Linked DNA regions of Rattus norvegicus: regions 1, 2 and 3 are each linked to region 4. The links are chromatin contacts, called in public Hi-C maps. All regions are on one chromosome and are shown on one strand. The core of a region is the stretch at or near the end of the contact, and the rest is flanking DNA. Distances in the headings are between cores, read along the strand shown.

Evidence for each region. Hi-C and Micro-C count contacts between places; a contact is called where the count stands out from the background.
Region 1: a contact with region 4 is called in a Hi-C map of the A7r5 cell line, with 3 times the contacts expected there. The contact joins the enhancer-like site here to the promoter of Cbll1 in region 4. A contact is called at or near these places in 8 of 12 Hi-C or Micro-C datasets (the A7r5 cell line, hepatocytes, kidney and 3 more) and 1 of 1 datasets of contacts at active chromatin or transcription factors (oligodendrocytes).
Region 2: a Hi-C map of Schwann cells shows a contact between it and region 4, with 3 times the contacts expected there. The contact joins the promoter of Bcap29 here to the promoter of Cbll1 in region 4. A contact is called at or near these places in 7 of 12 Hi-C or Micro-C datasets (the A7r5 cell line, the Rat2 cell line, Schwann cells and 4 more).
Region 3: a Hi-C map of liver shows a contact between it and region 4, with 2.7 times the contacts expected there. The contact joins the promoter of Dus4l here to the promoter of Cbll1 in region 4. A contact is called at or near these places in 3 of 12 Hi-C or Micro-C datasets (frontal cortex, hepatocytes and liver).

Annotation. Positions count from the first base shown.
Region 1 is chr6:53,664,539-53,668,693 of GRCr8, reverse strand. No RefSeq gene overlaps it. Among named protein-coding and RNA genes, the nearest start is that of Dld, 14 kb to the right of the region's middle. Within about 2 kb of position 1,728, at least 2 of the 93 cell types and tissues checked have an H3K27ac peak or open chromatin away from gene starts, as enhancers often do.
Region 2 is chr6:53,947,483-53,951,987 of GRCr8, reverse strand. It overlaps Bcap29 (B-cell receptor-associated protein 29), which reads left to right and starts at 1,792. Exons shown (of 8, transcript NM_001006980.1): 1 at 1,792-1,802; 2 at 2,026-2,135. The coding sequence starts at 2,044. It overlaps LOC134479362 (a long non-coding RNA gene), which reads right to left and starts at 1,706. Exons shown (of 2, transcript XR_010052588.1): 1 at 1,563-1,706; 2 at 1-908.
Region 3 is chr6:53,967,071-53,971,518 of GRCr8, reverse strand. Dus4l (dihydrouridine synthase 4-like) reads left to right here and starts at 1,469. Exons shown (of 7, transcript NM_001135803.2): 1 at 1,469-1,607; 2 at 3,952-4,090. The coding sequence starts at 3,975. Cog5 (component of oligomeric golgi complex 5) reads right to left here and starts at 1,537. Exons shown (of 22, transcript NM_001398787.1): 1 at 1,423-1,537. The coding sequence starts at 1,516.
Region 4 is chr6:53,810,111-53,814,437 of GRCr8, reverse strand. Cbll1 (Cbl proto-oncogene like 1) reads left to right here and starts at 1,653. Exons shown (of 6, transcript NM_001399563.1): 1 at 1,653-1,687. The coding sequence starts at 1,675. It overlaps LOC102555378 (a long non-coding RNA gene), which reads right to left and starts at 1,501. Exons shown (of 4, transcript XR_001838366.2): 1 at 1,364-1,501.

The DNA of each region.
Region 1 (4,155 bases), core at 479-2,978, 150 kb after region 4:
TCTTCTTCCTCTTCCTCTTCCTCTTCTTCTTCTTCTTCTTCTCCTTCTCCTCCTCCTCCTCCTCCTCCTCCTTCTCCTTCTCTCTCCTTCTCCTTCTCCTTCTCCTTCTCCTTCTCTCTCCTTCTCCTTCTCCTTCTCCTTCTCCTTCTCCTTCTCTCTCCTTCTCCTTCTCTCTCCTTCTCCTTCTCCTTCTCCTTCTCCTTCTCTCTCCTTCTCCTTCTCCTCCTTCTCTCTCCTTCTCCTTCTCCTTCTCCTTCTCCTCCTTCTCTCTCCTTCTCCTTCTCCTTCTCCTTCTCCTTCTCCTTCTCCTTCTCCTTCTCCTCCTCCTCCTCCTTCTCCTTCTCCTTCTCCTTCTCCTTCTCCTTCTCCTTTTCCTTCTCCTTCTCTCTCCTTCTCCTTCTCCTCCTTCTCTCTCCTTCTCCTTCTCCTTCTCCTTCTCCTTCTCTCTCCTTCTCCTTCTCCTTCTCCTTCTCCTTCTCCTTCTCCTTCTCCTTCTCCTTCTCCTTCTCCTTCTCCTTCTCCTTCTCCTTCTCCTTCTCCTTCTCTCTCCTTCTCCTTCTCCTCCTTCTCTCTCCTTCTCCTTCTCCTTCTCCTTCTCCTCCTCCTCCTTCTCCTTCTCCTTCTCCTTCTCCTTCTCCTTCTCCTTCTCCTTCTCCTTCTCCTTCTCCTTCTCCCTGTGTTTTAAGTCTGTGAACTACTGAGTGTGGCCATGCTTGAGTAACAAGTAACAAGCTCTACTGGTGTAAGAATGATACCCTGGACACAAATAGTATGCGAAAGCAAAGTGCTTTATTCCGCAGCAGTCCAGCATGCTGAAGTCTACCATTACCATAATGGAAGTGCCCCAATGAGCTCGTTGTCCTGATTTCAAACACGTTAGGGGAATTCCAGGGATGGGTAGGTGACTCCCATCTTAATTTGGCTCCATCTCTAGAGATTTTCCAGAACCATTGTTGGGGTGTGGGCGGTGGGAAATTGTTGCTGAGGAAGTATGGAAACTGCTGCTGACCCATTGGCCTTGCCTCAGGCCAGCGGGGCACGGCCTGGACTTGCCCGGATTTGCCCATTTCTTGGGAACTTGAGATGTAGGCCTAGTCTCCTGAACTGCCAATTTGAAGCCTGTCATGGAGTCAGCCTGTCTCACCCATAGTTTTCAGAGCAGAGATGTCCAACTCAGATAAAGTGATAGCCACAGATGAACTGACAGATAAAAGCCACATATATGAATTTAAATTATTCTAACTGCCATTTTTTTTAATAAAAAAGGTACAGGGGTCTTGGGTGTGTTTTCACACGTGTAATCACTACACAGCATTTGGGAGGCTGAGGCAGGAGGATTATGAATTCAAAGCCAATGAAGGCTACACAGCAAGATGTGTGCATGCGTGTTGGGAAGGAGGGAGATTTTTAACTAATTAAATACGATATTATTATTTTAACATGTAATCGACATTTCTGAGACATTTTACATTACTCACACCGAGACACCCCAAACCTATCATCTTAACTGAGCTTTCAAACCGCAGTCTGAGGATATGAGACATACTTTGAGAAAGAGTGTCCTCAAGACCCCTTTACCTCGGTGCTTCCACTCACCTTTGGAGTGATCAGAGGAGAAAGGCCTGATGACAGGTTTGAGCTGTCAGGAGTGAAGGCCAGATCCGTCCTGGTGGAGCCAGGGCTCTACAGAGCCTGCTGTTACTGCTACACTGCTGCCCTCTGCTGGTCATAATACACATCACACCCATATAGGGCGTTCAGGATCCCTTGGTGTTTCTGGTATCCTTCTTACACAGGCTCTTGAAGTGACCTTCTCTTTGGAATTCTGATGCATCACAGAGCGTGGGAAATCTTCATAGGGTTATTGTGGATAACCCCATGCCCGTCAGGGTTCCCTCCTGTGAGTTACATCAGTCCTTCAAACCCACCGTTCATGTCAGTCAGCGGTAGCTGCAAGTTTCTGTTTCTGCCTATTTTCTACTTCTTCTAAAGCATACAAACGGAGCAGAGTCTTTTACACCCTAAGCCTTACTTTCTTCAGCCGTTAAGTGCCAGATGATAATCTCACCTCGGTGGTTTGTAAAGACACTGCTTTGTGTATTTGAAGGACATTGTAATGTTATAAAGCAAATCTTAAAATTTGAACGATGACACATTATTTGCTAACATGTAAAATTTAAAGTATGTGTTCTTTTTTTATAACTCTGGTTCAAAATTCTTCCCCTTTGTAGTTGTATCCTGAACTGCTTGTGCACAAAAGGTCTGATGACTGGGGTTTCCCTCAAAACAAAACAGGAGGACAGCTACAGATAGTGGCAAGATGAAGAAATATTGGTCACAATTTAGTCACTGTTGAAACTGGGGGAGAGACGCAAGGGACCATTATGCTAGTTTGTCTCTTCGAAGTATGTTTTAAATTATCCCCAAACAGTAAAAAAGCAACAAAATGGCATATTCTTCACAGCACTCTGTGCACACTGTACAAACCGTGGCTGCTACATGCTGCTCTGTTAGCTACTCCTGGGTTAGAACTCCATCGGTTCAGGGCAGGTTATAATTGCCTTCTTAGAAGACAAACTCAAACTTAAAAGACAAAGAGGGCAAGCCGGCTCACACCTGTCACCCCAGCATTTGAAAGACAGGAGCAAGCAGATCACTGCAGATCTGAGGCCAGCCTGTTCTATACAGTGAGCTCCAGACCAGCTATGGTGACATAGGGAGTCTCCATCTAAAAACAGAAAACAACAAAACAAAACAAAACAAACAAAAAAGAAAAAAAACCCCAAATCAAAAAAACACCATCAACAAAAACCCAACAAAACAAAGCAAAAAGATAAACTTAAAAAAACATTGTCAGGGCAGGAGAGATGGCTCAGAGGCCAAGAGAACTTATTGCTCTTACAGAGAACTCATGTTCAAATCCCAAGACCCACCATATGATGGCTTACAACCATTCCTAACTCCAGTTGCAGGGCGTGTAACAGACACGGTGCACATAATTCACATGCAGGCAAAACATCCATAGCATAAAGTATGATGAATACAGCCTTAAAAAGTAAAATAAATAATTGGCTATGTGCACTTACAGAAAGTAATTAGGAACATATTCAGTCAGAGACATAGACATCGAGGGGACTGCGTGGAGTAGAACACTCGGTGAGGCACTTACTGAGCAAGCATGAGAAACTGACTTTGGATCCTGACTCCCACATAAAGGCCTGGGCACAATGGCATCACCAGCAATCCTAAGCCCCATTTTCAGTCATGATCCATCGTTTCAGAAGTTTTATATTAGAAAACCCACTTAATAGCCCCAAGAAGATGTGTTTCTACAGTAGCTACAGCTCTCACATTGCCTCCATTTAATCTAATTCCATCTTGTTATCTTCTAAACATGCTCCTCTGTTCCTCTTTAAACCCCATCATATCAAGAACATAATAACTTTTCTCTTTTAGAAACCATCATCACCACCATCACCATCATCATCACCACCACCACCATCACCACCACCATCATCACCACCACCACCACCATCATCACCACCACCACCATCATCACCACCACCATCATCACCACCACCACCATCATCATCACCACCACCATCATCACCATCACCACCATCATCATCATCACCACCATCATCACCATCACCACCACCATCATCACCACCACCACCATCATCATCACCACCACCACCATCATCACCACCATCATCATCATCACCACCACCATCACCACCACCACCATCATCACCACCATCATCATCATCACCACCACCATCACCACCACCACCATCATCATCACCACCACCATCATCATCACCACCACCATCACCACCATCATCACCATCACCACCACCATCATCATCACCACCACCATCACCACCATCATCACCATCACCACCACCATCATCATCACCACCACCATCACCACCACCATCATCATCACCACCACCACCATCATCACCACCATCATCATCATCACCACCATCACCACCACCACCACCATCATCACCACCACCATCATCATCACCACCACCATCACCACCATCATCACCATCACCACCACCATCATCATCACCACCATCATCACCACCACCATCACCACCATCATCACCACCACCATCACCACCACCATCACCACCACCACCACCA
Region 2 (4,505 bases), core at 543-3,042, 140 kb before region 4:
CCATATACACATGCATGTAAACTGCAAAACCTGTTTTAAAGATCTTACAGATTTAAGCATAGACATGTATAACAGACACTTAGCAAAAAGACAACACAAACCCAAGTGAGCATGGGCTGCTCAAAGGTCTTAGCAACAGCTGCAACCGCTTTTCAGACTATTTCAAGCCTTCTGAAATTACTTTTCAGTAAATGAGAGCACAGTGGTTGTAAAGTGCATTGGAGGGTAAGGTACAAGCAAAACCAAGGTTGCGTAAGAATGTAGGTCAGGTCTTCCACCATAAACTTGGAAGTCCTGGGAGAAAAAAAGGTTATAGCTTATAAAGGGGAAAGGCCAGTACTCATATATAGACAGGCTTTAAGCATGGTTCACTGTCATTTTATGAAAATTTAAAATTTTTCTAATTAATATCATGAAGGCAATTATTACAGCAAATTTTGCTAACTTTGCTGAATTCTTGGCTTTCAGTGGGCATGAGACGTCTACTGGACTCCTAAAGGCTTCTTTGCTTTCCTAAGTCACTTTAGTTTTTTCTATCTATTCTGCTCTACTTTGTTACATTTCTGAGATTTGCAAAGATATATATATAAATAAAATAAGTGTATTCACATATGTTGAAAACCTGGAGGTATTTAGAGCTCCCTTTTAGATTCTTAGTCTTGTTAATAAAAGAGTGCCAAGGCTTTTTTAAAGGACAATCTTATTAATTTGCAGTAAAAAACAAACACGGTATCCAAGGGGATGGAGAACCGGAAGAGACAAAAGTTACACCTTTAGGCATAAAGGGTCCAATAACACTGCCTTGTTCAGAAATGGAGGTCTACCAGCAGTTCCGGGAGGGGACAGGCATTCAGAGAATGAGAAAGCCCAGTATCAACAAAAATCTAGCTTAGGCTTTTGGCCATCCACTAAAGAAAAACAAACAAAGGCAGGTGTTAGACTTTTCTGAATTACAACACAGAAAACCAAGCAAGCTTACTACTGCCACACAGCATAAGGAGGCTCCTTCAAGGACCGCCATCTTGGGATGTGTAAGTGCTGCTTCTTTTCTTATTAATGGAATAATCATTCCTCCCACCTCTTCAACATGTCTCCAAGTGAATCAGATTTCCTGGGTAGCGGACTCCTGGCCAGCTTAAGGGAGGAGACAATAGTATCTTTGGAGCAGATCAAGATGTCAGGTCTCCACATAGAGCAGGACTATTCCAGGAATTGGCCAGAAAACCTAAGGAGGGCCAGTTGTTAGGTTTTTCTTTCTAGTGTCACCATGGAAACCGGAGGTAGAATGCAAAGTTAACCCTGAGGAAGTCCACCCTCAATGGTTTGGTTTCTAGGGCCTATCTAGTTATCTAACAGAATATGGTTAGATAAACGAGTATACCCATGCAGTTCCCAAACAGCTAGCTCCCTGAAGCTGCCTGGTCCTACCGATGGACAAGGAAAACAGCACGCAAAACACATTCTGTCTCAAGAACAAAATGCTCCACAAACCCCAAGGCCTGGGCCTTAGCTTAAATTTAGGTTAATTCAGGGCAGGGAGGCAAGTTGCCACCATAGAGCACCTGGCCGGATCTGACCCCAGCCAAACAACTGGCTTCCATCATCTGGGATCAGCCGCACCCTTCGCGGGTACCGAGCCCGCGTGAAGGAGCCTCAGTCACCTCACGCCGCGCACCAGGAAACAACGGCCGTGGAAAGCGCGGTCGCGCCAGTGTGACCTCAGCCGGGCTTGGCGCGCTCCCAGCGGCGTGTGACGTGCGCGCGCAGGCGGGCGGCGGGGCACGCGGAGCGATCGGCGGCGGGTAAGCCTGACTAGCGGAGGGCGGCTCCGCTGATGAACGTGTTTGGAGGCTCCGGCCGCGGCGTCGGACCGCCCGGGGCCGCCATGGGGCCGGGGGAGAGCCTGCGGGGCCGTCCGGCACACAGCCTCGTCACCCGGGGTTAGATGGACTTCCTCCGGGGCCCGCGCCGCGTGTCTGTCCGTTCACCCATGTTTTTCTGAAATTGAAATCTTTCTCTGTATAGGTGTGAAGAAAACAAACCATGACAATCCAATGGGCGGCGGTTGCCAGCTTTCTTTATGCCGAAATAGGACTCATTTTAATCTTCTGTTTGCCCTTTATTTCTCCTCAGAGGTAGGAAACCTTCAGATCCTTAACGTTACCAAATGTTTGATAAACTTCTTCAGGCTGAGGCATGTGATGCTTTTCATAAAGTTAGAAAGTTTTGAGAGGGCCTGTTGGGTGGCTCAATAGAGCCGTGGCAGCCAAGGGAGAGAATTTCAGTTCGATACCCGGAAACCACAAAGTTGTTTTCTAACCTGCACACACTTCCACCCCGGGTCTCACAGAAACATACATGCGCGCACATAAATACACGATACATACATATAGTAAATGGATAATTAAATAAAAGTTTGAGAGCCAATTATATAAAAGGTAGTCATTTAAAAATGAAAATCAAATTTGCTATCTGGTAACTATTAAAAAGCTTGATTATGTGTACAAACAGATTTTTTTCACCTCCTTTTTTAAAATAACTCAGTCTTTTTGGTCTTGAGTACAGGTACAATAAAGCCGTGGCTGTGCCTTGGACATCTGTCTTCATGGTGTACCTTTCTCTCTCTCTCTCTCTCTCTCTCTCTCTCTCTCTCTCTCTCTCTCTCTCTCTCCCTCCCTCCCTCCCTCCCTCCCTTCTTCCTTCCCTCCCTCCCTCTCCCCTTCCTACCTTTCCCTCCCCCTTACCCTCCTCCACAAATTGCCCTGAATTTGAGCAGAGAAAAACGTGTGGATGCACAAATGTTAACTTGGGACAATAGAATTGACGGCCTCGGGGTCCAAGCCGTCTTTCAAAACCTTAAAACTCCTCATCTGCTTGGATTTCAGCTCTTCTCTATCCTTGTCTCCATACCAGCGCCTTCTCCTTCCTGACAAGAAGTAGTAAATCATACTGTAGGAAGGGGTGTACCAAGTTATTTCCACCAACCCATGGGTTCTATAGATCACATGCTTAAGGCCAGAAAGGTTATGTTTCATAACCTAAGTCACCTAACTGGTCTGTGTCAGACTCCAGATAAGATCCTGAACTTGCAATCAGACAATGCTGTCCCTGTTCTTTCTACCTCAGATTTCAAAAGCAGACATGTTTTGCCTTTGGTATCTTGTGAGAGAGTCTTACATATTCAAAAAGTCATTTTTCATGCACAACAGATTTTTAAATAAGGCTTAGAGACTTAGAGGGGAAAAAAGTCATCAGAAGAATTTATAGACCAGTCTTTTTCTTCTTGCTGTTTACAGTTTTGTACCCACCCTGATCTAGTAGCTATGGAAGTGTGGATAGGAACATATGATATATGAGTATTCTCATGTAAGAACATGTGGTACCTATGCACAGGAATCACCTGTGCCCCTCCATGTGTTTATCCACAGTGTGTATGCTCTCTTCAGAGTCTTCCTTTAGTCTATCTGGTCTTTTCTCCTGTAGTGAAGTGGTTGGAGGTACATAATGCTCAGAATAACAGTTTTCATTTGACTTTGTGTCATTATATGACCTTGAGAAATTACATACCTTCTCTGGTCAGTTTTCCAGTTTTCCTGGTAATAGTAGTGTGGACTTCATATGGTGTTGTGGTAATTAGATGAGGTAGTGCACCACCAATAATATATCAACTCAATACATATTAGCTATTATTGTCTCTTAAATTCAGTCTACTGCAAACTCCCAAGAGGGCCTTTTTAGAAACTTGTTAGATTCCCTCTTTTGTTGACTCTTGAAGACATAAACAAATTTGCATTTGGACCTACATCAAGCTATTGCCGCTTACATTCTTTTTTTAAAAAAATGTTTATAATGTTAAATTTAAATAGAGCCTATAAAATTGCTTTGGATTTGGTCATCAAGGCAAAGAACCGATTCACCTGCGTCTGGCTTCTCCCCTTCAACTTGAAGTTATTGTCGATAGTTCCTTTCAACTTGTATTAATAATTTGCCCTATCTTAAGGTAAAAATTTTCAGTTGTGTTTGTGAAGTATGTTCACATGTGAATTACCTTGACACCTCCCTTTGACCCAATGTATTACGAATTTAAATACTTCGGTTGACTGTTTGACAGCTTTCCAGTTAGAGGATGGAGGGATTAGCCACTCGTAACTTGTATCATTTCTTGTGTCTGTGGCTTTGCTTATGCTGCTCCGTCTGTCTAGACTGTTTGCTCATCTCATTTCCTCCGTTCTGACCTTGACCTAGGTAATGGATAAATTATATGAGTATTTACACACATGAATGTTTATCAAGATATATACGGAGTTTGGTTTTTTCACTTTGCATACATGCCATATCTCAGTCATTTTAGATTCGTTTTTGCTTAAAGAACAAAATTATTTTAGTGAGTGTAAATGATAGAAGCACACCATATAAAAATATACTTGCAGAAGCCAAAATGTTGATGCATGCTTATACCTGCAGCACTTAGCAGGCTAAAGCAAGAGGACTGCAACTTCAAAGCC
Region 3 (4,448 bases), core at 220-2,719, 160 kb before region 4:
TAAACAGGAATAAACTCCAGCGCACAAAGGAATGGGATGTCTTTAAGACAAAAGACTTTATTTAATTGTATCAAATTGCAGAGACTTTATTTATTGTATTTGAAACCGTAGAAGGGAAAAAAGGAAGCATGGTTTTAAGTTCACTTTAAGCTCAAAGGCTGGAGAGCTATTAAAACACACACACACACACACACACACACACACACACACACTTCAGGATTTATAAACTTGGCTAAATTTTAATTTTAATTAAAATTTAAGATAATTAAATTAAAGATAAGGTGCATCAGGCCGAAACTTTGAATCCACCACAACCTAGTTCTGAAAACATCATTCGTCTTGAAAAGATGTATCTCATGAAAAGATAAATGATAAAGGCAATAAAAAAATTTCAACAGTCAGGGAAAACACCATAATTTAAATTTTAGTTTGATCCTTTATAAGCCACTCTTAGGTGGCAATTTAAAAAAAAAAATCTGTACCTACTGTATGCAGAATACTGGTTTTAACTCTGGAATATAAAAAGAGGTTTTTATGCCTGGCTTGGTAGCCTATGCCTTTGATCCCAGCAGTTGGTAGACAGAGGTGGGTGTATCTCTGTGAGTTCGAGGCTAGACTGATCAAGTTCCAAAACAGTGAGGGCTAAGTAGAGAGACCCTGTCTCAAAAAGAGGGGGTGTTGGAGGGGATGCAATGCCTCGGAAACAATTAAGGTGATAAATATAAACGCTCTTAATAGATGATAGAACTTAGTTCCCACTAGGAAAAAAAATTGGAGTGGTTAAGGCCTAATACCTTTGGCAAAGTGAATTTTGCTCTGCCTCTCAGACTGAACAACTGAACTTGTTTTTCAAGCGTACTACAGTAGTTATAGAAAGAAACATAGTTAACTTACTTGGGACAATTTCTCTTCAAGCTACCAGCAATCCTGACTTCAATATTCGACACGTATGGATAATACACTGTAAGAGGCATCTACATAGCCCAAGAATTGAACACAGGTGTTTCCAACTCTACTTTTTGTGTTCTCCATTCCTTTCCTTAAGCAGCAGTTTGTCACCTAGGGTGAGTTCACACTTCTGGGCATGGACAGTACAATATTTGGTCAGGAACTGGGCAGCGGCTGCGGCTGTCAGCCCCGACCATGTCGTGCAGGGTCCGGAAACTACAAAGAAGTTCTGGGCGCATCAGGGTCTAGTGCAAACCCCAGCAACTGGAAACCTGGTGTTCCAAGACACCCACGGGAAGAGAGGAACACATCCCCCGGGAAACGCGTGGACATGACAATCCCGTACGCTGGGGGGCCGGGCAGAGGGGAGTGGCCAAGTCCAGACCAGAAAACTTTATGCAAGGCGACCGGTAGGGTTCTCAGGCTCTGCGCAAGGCAAAGCGACCCGGGCCCAGCCACCGTCCGACGCCTTACCGTCCTGCAAGAGCTCCTGCACGGTCGCCGCCACTGCTGCGGAACCCGAAGCCCCACGGCCTGCCACCGAGACTGTGCTGTCTCCACCTTCCATGTTGGCAAGTACCGGGTTGATGACGTCTTGCGATCGCCCCGCCCTCCAAGTGACGCAGAATCAAGGCGCCGCCCCACCTGGCCAGCCTAGGGTGAGTTTGGGGATCTAAGTGGTCCATTCCCTCCGTGCAATAAAAGAAATTTTGCCGCCCGGGCCTTCTCCCATTCCGCTCGGGACGTAGCTACCACGCCGATCTCCAACGCAAGTATTGGGCCTGAGAACGCCGGCCTCCGGCGTGGGAAAGAGGAGCATCACGGCCCTCCTCGCCCAGCACGTGGGAGCTAAGGGCTGCTCAGCCTTACCTTGTCCACGCCTTGAGTGGCAAGCCCCGGTAGCAGGCGGGATATGCTGGGGAAGAATAGTTGTTAAGCTCTGCCCTAAGTACCTTAGAAATAAAGACGCTTAAATATTCGTAACTATTAGATGAGCGAGTCTGGAGCTACACTGCATTTTGCATTAATCAGAAGATTTTCCATCATTTGTTTGACCTCAGTCACGATGCAAATAGGATCAGTTGCCTGAGACAGCGCGCCTAGTATTACATTAGATTTCAGTATTCATAGTTTATAAAACTACTTTGTTTATAATAATCATCCACGACAAATAACATTATCTGAATTATTAGATGATTTTCTTCCCTTAGCGTTCTTATTTTTTACACAAAAGGATTAACTTTAGTCCACATATTAATATGCAATAAAGTTTTTAACGCCCACTGTACACACCAGCACGAGTTTAAAAAAAAAAATTTATCTCTACTCTAAAAGAAATTCTGGGTGTAGAAGCACATTTGACCAAAATATTATGCCCCAGTGCTGAGTGCTTCGGAGAACTTTACCTTCATCCCGTAAGTCCAGAGAGCTATTGTGATCATGGGTGTGACTTAAGCATCTTGATTCTTAAAAGCTTCTAGATCATCCTAATTTACTATCAAGATTGAAAGCTGTAGCATATTCAGAAAATTTCATTCTGAAGGAGATTTTGCCGTTTAGTCTGACCACAAGAATGAGTAAGAAAAAAAATCATGCTTTAGAAAGTCAGTAATGACGCCATTGCCACTCACCACGTCCTAATGTGTACGTTTCTGTAATGTTTAAGATTCTTCCCTCCTTTGTAATAATCTCTTAGCGGTTTACAGCCTTATCGACATAGATCATCTCTGACTCAGCTTACTTACACTCCCCTTTTCCTCTGCACAGTGTTGACACTTCCAAAGATTTCTTGCCAGCCATGGCATCCCTAAGTATGTTGGCCTTGTGTTCGTTTAGCTTACTACCAAAGGTTAAAGACTGAATTTTGAACAATTAGCCTTTTATAAGGTTAGCTTTTATCTGGCTGTAGATTACCAAGGCCAAAACAGAATATAAAAAAACAAAACAAAAAACATGAAATCAAAAGCTTTAAGTACAAGATGGGGAATATTAAACAATTTTATCACTTGGATCTCTGGCATAAAAGTTATTTACAGTGCACTTTACTTGGTAATAACTGAACATCTTCACTGGTAATATATTTAATTTTTTTTAAATAATAAAGTTTTGTCTGCCTTCTGATTCATAAAAACCTAGAATAAAAGTATCAAGATTTCTTTTTTTTAATTGTGTGTGTGTGTGTGTGTGTGTGTGTGTGTAGATGAATATGTGTGTGAGTACAAGTTCCCTCAGAGGCCAGAGGTATAGGATCCCCTGAGGCTGAGCATAGAAGTGGACATGATCCTCCCAACCTGGGTGCTAGGAACTGAACTCAGATCCTCTGCAAGAGTAGTCCATACTCTTAACCACTGACTGAGGCATATCTCCAGCCTCAAAACACCAGGATTTATTTTGAAATACAAATTTCTATTAGCGCCACCTAACTTTCCCAAATGGAATTTTTCAGATTGTCCATCATACAAAGTATTGTACGGGAAGTAATTCAAGTCAGATTCCTTGCTTTATCATGAAAGTAAAATGCATGAAATTAAAAACTAATAGGAAGTTGGTCACGGAGGCACGCCTCCATGCTGGTGTAATCCCAGCACCACAAAGGCTAGCTTTGCAACTATGTGAGCTAGCCTGTGGATATAGCAAGATCCTGTCTCAAAAAATAAGCAAAACAGTAACAACCAAACCATAACATGACACACACTAGAGGAAAACCTAGTGGTCTTCTATATCTTCTCAAAAACTACCCCATGCAATCTTTCACATCTCTTGATCCTGTAAGTAGAGGCAGAAATTGGCAAGAAAGGGAAAGAAGCTAGAATTATTTCTGCGTTCACAAGCTCATGAAAGATGAAATTACAATAATAGTTTTTTTCCAATCCTGAAAATTAAACCCAGGGTCTGCCACATGCAGCGAGCATCCTACCGTACAACAGAGCTATGTGATCGGCCCGATAATGGGGATTCCCAACAGTGAAGTACATAATTCTCTTTGCAAACTGCCTTTTTCAGTTTTGAAACCAACTTACATACACATGAGGAGTGACTCCATACCAACCACGATATGTCAAGAAAGAAAAAAAGACCCAGTAGAAATGTTTCATTCTGGACAGCTGGTAAAAGTCTGTGCCCCGATGGTTCGATATTCAAAGTAAGTATTGTTAAATGGTTAATAAGCCAATATTTAGTCCTCCTTAGATGTACTGGTTTTGTACATCCCCCCCCCCCACGAGTATTATAGTCACTCGGCTGCAAAAAGCTTTTCAAACCCCTAGCTTTGGAATCATGATTTAGAGTTGAATCCTTGTGCTGACACTCAGCTGGTATATTTGTGACCTTAAGTAGATAATTTCTCCATGCTTCCCCCCCCCCCCCCGAGAGAGTCTTAGGTATCTCGGGCTACCTAGAACTTGCTGTGTGGCTGAAGGCCTAATCCTTCTGCGCCCATATCCCAAGTGCTGGGGTTACAGGTGTATGTCATCATGACTAGCTCAGTCAATGCTGGGATC
Region 4 (4,327 bases), core at 404-2,903:
GAGAAAGCCTCCTGGAGGCTAGCACCATTCGATGGCATGCTAATAGATACCACAGTTAGCCATTTGTCCCAGTTTCTTTTTTATCAGACAGTTGTTAAATACCCCAGCGTGTCAGCACTATATTTAGAGATTTATCAGAGAAAGGTTAAGCTTCAGTACCTACCCCCTGCCATAATCCTAGCAACTGAAAAATTGTGAAAAACACCCAGTAGTACAGAAATTTACATTTTAACAAGGACAAAACCAAAAGGACATCGACTTAAAAATGTTCTTGAGTGTACCTACAACCTTGTTTGTAAAGGCGCAATGAGTGGGAGTCTTTGAAAAGACCACAATGAAGACAATCACTAAATAACATGTTAAACTATGATCACTGCAGCGTTAGTCACAGTTGTTACTGTGCAACGCACAGAACACATTGCTACACATACTTTATTCAGAATTGAGTACTGTGAAAACATTTTTTTAAAAGAGGCCAATATAATAATGTTTTATTGATCTAGGAACTCTGGCACTGAAAGCGTGAACAACCCAAGGTAACAATGTCGTCACCAAGGGACGACCATAGAGCCCAAATCCCTTGACTCCTAGGCTGATGTTTTCCACTAATTGTGCTCCTTTCTACTCATCTGAGAGCTTCAAGTGTGAAGGGCTGGAGAGGGGAGAAGACCTATTATGAGCCAAATCTAGGTGGGGGGTGCTCTGAAGGTCCTCACCAATCGCCGTTGACACTTGCTTTTGTTTTGGCTGAGCAAGATGAAAGCAGCAACCACAGACCCCAGGGACCAAGAACTGGAACTAGGTACCGCCTGTTTTGGTAACTCTCTTTTCCTCAGTCGGGGCCTGCCCTTTCTCATTTCTTCCCTCTGCCCAAGCCCTAACGCTTTCCCTCCGACTCCATCGGTTCCTATCCTCCCTCCTTCACCTTCTCTGCACACAACTGCCTTGCATCCTCGATGGACCGGGACAACCTGGAACTCCCTACAGCTTTTGCAGGGATTAGAGGCGCCTGGTGTTCTCTAGAGCGAGGGGCTAGTCAGCATTATACACGCATTTCAGTTTGAGAAACTACGGTAAGAGCCAGGGCGAACGCGCGTGTCGAGTGGGCGTTGGGGCTCATCAGGACAAAGCCTGATTAGGCAATAAGAACCTTTCCTCCCTCCCAGCACCTAACTCAGCTTCCCTCGGGCAAGAACGGAGCGCGCGTGTTTACACTTCTCTATACCCAGCGGCGGATCCGGGGGGCATTCCAAACCGTTACTCCGCCCGGTGGGGTGGGACCAGCCTAACGGCTGAGACTGCACTCTGGGTGGACTACAAATCCCAGAAGGCCTCGCGCCGCAGGGGGTGGGCGGCGGCTTACCTGCCTGCCTCGCTTCCCTCTGGTTCCTATTGCTCTCCCACTGCAATAGATATCCTTCCTACAGCTGAGGGCAGCCTCTGGGGAGAATTAGAAGTCTCGGCACCAGAGCCCTCGTGTCCCCTCTCTTCCTGCCTCAGTCCTGCCTATGTGTGACTCCCTCACCAAAGTCGGATGGTGCGGTTAGGAAGGGAAGCCAGTGAGAGCAGTCCCAGCGCACTTCCGCCTCTGCGCTCCGGAAGGTAGGGCGCACGCGCTTGCTGCGACTCCGGAGCGACTCACTTCCGCTCCCACTGTACCCTGCGAGCCGAATCATGGATCACACTGGTAAGGAGGCGGAGGCAGCGGGGGTCCTAGTTTCTTGCCCCCGTGGCTCGTGTGGGACTGGTCGCCCAGCAGGCACAAGAGGCTACGCTCGCCCCAGTGCGCCGGGACGTGGCGGAGAGGAAGCAAGCTCAGGCCCGGTCCCGGACTGGGCCTGCTGCTTCCCGGCCTACCCTCGGAGCGGTGCCTCCATCCTCGAGACCGGCAGCACCGCTTCTTTGGTGCCGCTGAGCTCGTTTCGGAACCCTTCGCAGCGCAGGCTTCTTGGAAAGGGACGGCCCCAGTTTTGTTGTGTTTTTGTTTTTGTTTTTCTCATTCCGGTTGCTTTGCACTTTGTGCTGGGGAAATAGGCGGGTGTTTTCCACTCTCGGAATTGGAGAAGCGTCCGGACTGTGGGCGAGAGTGGGTTGGAGACTTCCTGCTGCTTCTCAGCTTCGGGCGGCTGCTGTAGTGGTCATCTCCTGTGGTTATTGTCTTGTTGGCTTTTCGCGGACTGGTAGTTAGAGAATAAAGGCGGATATAGTTTTCGAACTTATAAGTGGAGCATCTTTTTTCTACCTGAACTCAAAGCATGCCCCGCCCTTCGGCCGTGGTTCTTTCGCATCTTTTGGGGATATATACAGAATTTTTAAGATCAAGATATTTTCATCTTATATTGCGAGTAGCTTCAAACCTCGTTTCTGCTGGCTTCGTTTTCTTGGTTTTAGTTTTAGCGCTTGGCTTTGAGTGCTTCAGACAGTTATATCGCCAAGCAGGAGGAAAGGCTTTTTCTTTAGGAATTGACTGAGATGCGCGCAGTCTTCAAACACCACTTAGTTATGTAATTGCATGCAGATACTTGTAGGCTTGGAGATAGAATGATGGGATAGTAAACAATAGGACTACGTCCTTGTCTTCGAGTTTGCATTCTGTCAAAGGAGGCAGACAGGTTGGTTTCTTTTTTAAAAGCTCCTTATAGATTGTGGTGAGTACTTTAAGAAACAGGTGCTTATGGAGTAAGAAATTTCAGAGAGTACCAGGAAAAGGGCCCCCCCCCCCCACTTTGGAATGGTAGGAAGATATAGAGAAGACCAAATGTCCGTAGCTTAGTTAGTCCTAAGTTGAGAAGGAAAATACAAGTTACCTTTTTCAAGACTTTGAAAATCACGATAAAGAGTTTGAGCGGCTACAAAGCAGCTGAACAAAAGGGAGTATAATATTTTAAAAAATAATTCCTATTCTTCTATATAGAATGGTGGAGAGGAAGAACGGGGGTAAATAAATAATCTATGTGGTGGTTGCATTACCGTAGAGGGAGACCCAGTTAAAGCAAAACTCAGTGGTAGAGCAACTTACCTAGCAGGTCCCCAGCAACGCTGTAGGGGAAGTAGGAGCAGGACTGAGAGAGTAGGCAATTGCCACAAATATTTTGGTGGCGATCCAGCAGCTGCTCATGGGTTTATGGAAGTATGTGAGAGAAATGAGATCCCGCTAGAACTGTGTAAAAGAATTATCCTAGTTTCTAAGTTATTAGCCAAAGGTTGCCTGGAGAGATAAGAACAGTCATTCTAACACGAAAACAATCACTACTGAGCTAGCTAGGTTAAAAAAAAAGTTTCCAGACAGCTCTCCTTTCTGTTTAATGGTAGCTTTTCTAGATTTTAAATCAGTTACAACACAGTCTCCTAGTGCTTCAGTTTCAATTGCTGCACATTTTGAGAAGAAAAAAAATCAAATTAAGTCAAAGACTAAATCAAGAAATGGCAGCTAGTTAGTTGACAGTTTTCTGACTGAGTAGACATCTCAAAATAATGATTTTAATGTCAAAGGATCAAGAGGTCTTTTAAATGGAAGTATTGGAGTAGAATTTTGCCAGAAAGTTTTCAGAATATTTTTAAATGGCAAAGACATTAGTGTTTCTCTGGATTGCAGAAGTGTTAGCAGTGAGCTGAGGGCCCTCTGGGGTGGAAAGAAGCAGCAAAAAAGGTGATGTCCCTGCAGCTCTTCAGGCCAGCTCTGTCCCCATGATCCTACATCTCAGAGGCACCCAGGCCAATAAAGATCCTGCAAACACTTGATTCATTCTTTGGTCATTGTCAGAGATAATCAGTGCTTAGGTAAAAGTAGCCCAATTTTTGTAAAAGACTGCTTCATGCTTTTTGGAGAGATGGACGCTGGGGACCGACCTGAACCCAGAACCTTCCTTCAGTACCTTAGACAGGTTCTATCAGTGAGCTGCATACCTGCCTTCAGTTCCTTGGCTCCTTTTATTCAAGATAAAATATTAAATGTGTTGTTTTTAAAACTATATAATAAAGGTATATTTGCTTTAAACTATTCTTGTTATCCCTTATCCAGATAATTATTACATGCTTTGTGTTTTGTTGTTTTGTTTCTATGTATGGGTGTCCCCACACAAACTTCAGATTTTTGTCACTTAAATCTGTGAGACAAACAGTAGCTTTAGAAACAGGCTCGTGAAAGGGCCAGGCTACTGTTTAAATAATGGAGAACTGTGTTATGTGGGCTGGTTCAAAGGCTGGGCAGGTAAAGTGTGTTGTTTTCATTCACAGAAGTAACACACTAAGAATCCTTGTGATACCTGAAGAGCATCATGTTGGCTATTTCAGTTCTTTGGAAAGTTGAGAATACATTTTGTGCAAG